Regions from separate parts of the Mus musculus genome. Here region 2 is linked to region 1. A link is a contact called in public Hi-C data. All regions are on one chromosome and are shown on one strand. Each heading gives the region's core, a stretch centred on a gene start, on an enhancer-like site or on the middle of the called end of the contact. The rest is flanking DNA. Distances are from core to core; before and after follow the strand shown. Region 1 has its middle 4.0 kb from the start of Gm24471. Region 2 has its middle 70 kb from the start of Cartpt.

Evidence for each region. Hi-C and Micro-C count contacts between places; a contact is called where the count stands out from the background.
Region 2: a Hi-C map of muscle stem cells shows a contact between it and region 1, with 2.1 times the contacts expected there. The contact joins two enhancer-like sites. A contact is called at or near these places in 4 of 39 promoter capture datasets (the 3T3-L1 cell line, cranial neural crest, liver and 1 more) and 8 of 484 Hi-C or Micro-C datasets (the N1E-115 cell line, embryonic stem cells, muscle stem cells and 3 more).

The regions. Positions count from the first base shown.
Region 1 is chr13:99,695,153-99,697,852 of GRCm38.p6, forward strand. No RefSeq gene overlaps it. Among named protein-coding and RNA genes, the nearest start is that of Gm24471, 4.0 kb to the left of the region's middle. Within about 2 kb of position 1,314, at least 13 of the 459 cell types and tissues checked have an H3K27ac peak or open chromatin away from gene starts, as enhancers often do. A contact at or near this core is called in muscle stem cells, where this site is marked.
Region 2 is chr13:99,828,991-99,831,690 of GRCm38.p6, forward strand. No RefSeq gene overlaps it. Among named protein-coding and RNA genes, the nearest start is that of Cartpt, 70 kb to the right of the region's middle. Within about 2 kb of position 1,376, at least 40 of the 459 cell types and tissues checked have an H3K27ac peak or open chromatin away from gene starts, as enhancers often do. A contact at or near this core is called in muscle stem cells, where this site is marked.

The sequences.
Region 1 (2,700 bases), core at 64-2,563:
TCTCCATTTTTTGCCTCTCAGTTTTGTCTTTTTACATATTTATTCTCATTCAGATGCTTTATGATCGTGCCAAGGGGAACATTCTGCCTTCTATGTCATGTCTCAATTGCCAATAAGTATTGATCAAGCAAATGGTTCAGCAAGCAAAGGCACATATATCCACATGGCAGCCACATGGTAGAGAGAACTGAGTCCTCACTGCCACACATGCTCTGTGGCATGCCTATGCCACACACATAGGTAAACCACACATAAAACAACCACCACTACCACAACAACAATAAATGTAATAACAAATTTTATTGACCAGGATAGCGTTGTTTTTCGAATAGCCTCCTGGAGAGGTCTGTCCATAAACAGCAGTCGTGGGTATGATGGCCTAAGCAACTATGTGTTCACCTTAGCCAGTTATTCTGAATCTTGCTGATACTGCAACCCTTTAGCACAGTTCCTCCTGTTGAGGTGACCTCCAACCATAAAATTATTTTTGTGGCTACTTCATAAGTATAACTTTGCTACTGCTAAGAATCATACTGTAAATATCTATGTTTTCTGATGGCCTTAGGTGACCCCTGTGAAAGGGTTCTTTGCCCCCAAAAGGGGTTGTGACCCCTAACTTGAGAACCATTGATCTCAGCAATTTATCGCTGACTCATGGTCTCCATATTCTATAGAGGATATTATGAAGACCATTGCTGAGAGCTCATTCACTGGGGTGCGGCTTGATGATTAAGTAAGAACTAACCTGAGAAAAGTGACTGAGATGCAGAACAGACCGGCTAATCCCACTGCAATGTTGTCTGAGGAGGTGGACTCAAAACAGGAGAAACCAGGAAGAGATTGCTTTATACAAAGCAAGGAGTCAGGACAGTAGCCTGCATCTTTCAGTCTGAAGTCAGGTAGAATCTCGTCACCATGGCAACTGGCTCTATAGAATACACACTTGGAAAAAAATAATCACAATAAAAATGGTATGAATCTGAGTGGCTGACAAAGAGGGACAGGAAACAAAAGAGGCTACCAAGGTGAGTCTACACGGTTGAGCTCCTGAACATGCAAGCTTCCTGATGTGGCTTGCAAGGCACATCCTGTTTCAGGACCTGACATCCCCAAACTCCATATCTCACTCAGCCCACCTACAGAACGGCACAGGCTTTGACTCCATGTTCCCACCAGCCCCTGCTGGCTTGGAGACATCACCATTCTTTTTTTCTGAGTTCCGTCTCATTATCTAATTTGCTCTCTCACCAGAGGTTTTGGAGAACATCCACATTGTGATTGGCTAATGTGGAGACACAAGCACAGTGAAAACAGGGTTGCTTGCCTTGGGCCATGTGTTGCCTCTTTGTTCTTAGGCTCTGAAGACAACCAATAGCAGGTTACAACTCAAGTGTCGATTCAGGCGTTCTGCCACACATAATTAATCTGATTTTAAGCTTTGCACTCCCTTCCAGGGGCTCTGTCCTTTCCCACACCCCCGTACAATCTTTGGGTGACACACTTTTCTAAGCTTGCTTATTCTGCAAAGTTTCATCTCAGGGAGCCCTGGATGTCTCTGTTGGAGAAAAACAGGAAATGAGCGGGGGGCTGCCACCCTGTCATCTCTAGACATTACATCACCTGCCCCTGGCCTTTCTGTCTGCATTGCTTTGATCCCGCCTGGCTTCTTAAAAGCTCTTGTTTTTGCTGTTAGCATTTTCCAGGAGCCTCTTTGGGTCCTGGGATGTCACCTCTCTGGCATGATTCCTTCAGGCTTGTGTCATCCCTTGTGTTTGTCTTTGACTAAATGTGTTCCCTGCTCCTCCCTTTTTTTCCTCTGAAGGAACAATGTCATACCACTCGTATTTTATCTCAGTCTCTCCCAGACCTCCTAATTAAGGCATCTTCCTTGGTAGAGCGTCAGGCAATGAGATCGGATCTATCTTTCTGGCTTCCGTCCTGAGCCTTCAGCTGCCCAGACCACACACTTGCTGTTCAGTTCCAGAGGGGTGAGAACCAAAGCGTTTGCCTTAAAAATGCAACCCTATTCTAGGGTCTGAAATTAAAGCAAAAATGAAACAGCGGGATTAATAAGGAAAATAAAGGGTCTTATGAACTCAGATTTCCTTGATCACCTGGGATATATATCATGAAAAATGGTAGGCCTCACTCTTGGCTTTTCAAATCTCTAAGATCAAAATCTTTTATATTAGCTTTGTGTGCATGCATGTGCACACTTGAGGGATGTATGTGCACGTGTATGGATGTGCTTGTATTGAGGAACAGCACATGAGAGTCCCACTATGTAGCCCTTGGGTGCAACTTCATGTTGTGGGAAATACTTAAAAAGAACTGGCACATTCCCGGCATATGTGCCGGCAACTCTCAGCCCCACTGTGGTCCCACTGGCTCTGTCTCTATCTGCCAACTCTCCAGCGGGGCCGGAGTTCCCAAGTTTCTCTCGTTGCCATGCAACGACCATCCACCCCACGGTCAGCCACCACAACACCTATCTATGCGGTAGAAACAAAACTCTTGAAGCTTAAAATTAACCAATCAGATTTATGTATCAATAAATTCTCAATTTACAAGATTCCAATACAATAATTTCAGAACCAATTGATAATGATAAAAGCTTTATCACAATGATTCTAACTTTATGATACCATAATCACCTGTGGCTGGTTAAAGCCACACTGGTTCATGTCCTCCTCCATCTTG
Region 2 (2,700 bases), core at 126-2,625, 130 kb after region 1:
AAAACTTGAGCATCTGAAGGGCAGCTGATTATCCACCTTGTTCTTGTTGAATCTCAACTGCCTTACCCATATCTGATGCACAATAAGCACTTAAACTGGATTCCTGGTATAATGAAGGAATTTATTTATAAAGTTCTTTTCAAATAATTAACATGTATTATTTCAACAGTTAAGAACTTTTTTTTTTCAAGTGATTTGGCATTTTTCTCTTTAATCAACTCTCTTCAGAGCCTGGTTAATCTGACACAAATACTTTCCTCGAACTTGAGTAGGATTAAACCCCTGTAACTCCTAACTTGGCATTCATGCTCAAAGTTGACCTGCAACCCTATATGCCCACCAGCTCTCCAGACACTGAAATCTCATTAGCTGATTTTCTTTCAGCCACTGATTGTTTATTTTCAGTATACAGTCTCTTTTGGCTACTTAAACTGTTAGTCACAAAGAAGAATAGTTTTAATTGGCCTTTCTAATATTCCTAAGCAAGGAACTCTTGTGTCCTCTGAGTTCAATATAGGTTTTACTCTATAGGCCATATAGGTCTCTACTGCAGGCTCCCTTGCAACTAGATTCCACTTTTCCAATAGACCTGGTCTGTTCTGTTGTTCGAACACAAGGCACCAGAGCATAGGCATTTAGCTCTTCTTCCTGCCTTTATCAGCAGTAACTCCAGCAGATTCTCAGTGCCTTGGCAGATTTGCTTAGCGTCATTCTGTCTCCAGCTACACAGGAAACTCTGCAGTAATTACTGGAAACTAAAACCTTTATACAAGCATCTTAGTTATAGTTCCTATTGCTATGATAAAATACCAAAACAAAGTCAGCCTAAGGAGGAAAACGTTTGTTTCAGCTTATTCCTTATAATCCAACATCTAAGGAAGTCAGGGTAGGAACACAAAGAAGGAACCTGGATGCATAAACTCATGCACAGGTCATGGAGGAGTGTTGTTTACAAGCTGGCTCATTTGGGGTTGCTCAGATTGCTTTTTTATAGAAATAGAACCACAAGCCTGTGGCACTGCCCACAGAGAGTTGGGCCCTCTCACATCAATCAGCAACCAAGAAAATGTACCATATGCTTGCCCATAAGCCAATCTGGTGGAGGTATTTTCTCAGTTGAGGTTCCCTCTTCCAAAATGATTCTAGTTTGTGTCAAACTGACATTTAAAAAAAAAATGAGCCAGCACAAGTAACTGTACCGCCCACATCTGTACTAGTTTCTCCAGAGAGGCCCAAAATATAAGTCACAGACAGTATGCTCACAGCTGAGAGGTAGAGACGTCCAGTAGTCAAGCACACAGATTATGAGTCAGACTATGCTTGCTCCAACTCTATTTCTTCATGGCCTGAACAAAGTTAGAGTGTCTCAGCTGACACTCAGATCAGTGAAGTCTACAGAATCACTAACAACTACAGGGTTTTTCTGGGGAACAAATGACTCATGCTTAGTACAAAATAAATCTCTAAGAAGTTTTTTTACGCAAGCTCGGCTGCAGAGTAAGCCCTTTAGTCACTCCCTGTTTGAACAAGATTGGCAGCCCAATGCCCTTCTACCCAGAAAGTGGAAGAGATCCTGATTATACCTGATCTGTAGAACACTCCCTGGTTTTCCATGTTCATCAGTTCACCAACTCTAAACACAATAGTAGCTGTTCACTTTGCATTGTAAGAGTTACTTCCCGGGGCTGGTGAGATGGCTCAGCGGTTAAGAGCACCGACTGCTCTTCCAAAGGTCCTGAGTTCAAATCCCCCGACTGCTCTTCCAAAGGTCCTGAGTTCAAATCCCAGCAACCACATGGTGGCTCACAACCATCCGTAACAAAAATCTGATGCCCTCTTCTAGAGTATCTGAAGACAGCTACAGTGTACACACATATAATAAATAAATAAATCTTTTAAAAAAAGTACTAAAAAAAAGAGTTACTTCCCAGAATTCCAGCAAAGAAACAAACAAGTGGGGACCCATGCCATGCTGCTCTGAAGGGAGCCTGTTTTCTAGCACTTGCGGAGGGAAAACCAGGTAATTTTTGACTCAGTCCAATTAGAAATTGGGCATTTTCAAGTCTAAACATCCGTGATCATTTCCATTCCACACTTCTGCACTCCAAACGTGACTCACCACTGTGATTTGATAAAACTCCACCAAAGTGTACAGATGTGACTAAGACTTGGAACATCTCCCATTTTCATGTGACTTAAAGGTACCAGTGCCAAGCAACTTCTTGAAGAAGAAGAAGAAAAATCAATTTCTAGAACTGCATGACCAAAATTTAGACCATGTGTTTCAAACTGATGGAAACCTCAGGAAATCCTAACTCCACAAAATCTAATCAGGTTTCCAACACTTAACCCAAGTGGTCTCATTTGGATAGGGAGAAAATTCCAGTTCTTGAAGAACTAAATTATGTTCCACATGGATTCATCTGTACCATGAAGAGTCTTTCTTGCCCCATGAGAATTTGTGTTGGGAAGAGAAAGTAGATTCCGAGTCTAAAGTTGGGATTGCTTTGGGAGGAGACCCGAAGGCACAATGAAGCAATTCTACTTAGAAATACCACACTTCAGCTTGCCAATTAAAAAGCACTTCTTTAGACAGTCAATCTTGGAAGAGAGTATATTACAAGAAAATGTATATCTTCTGAATAGATTCCCTCCATCAACTTAAGCTAGGGGATTGAGGCATCCCTCTTGATGACACTG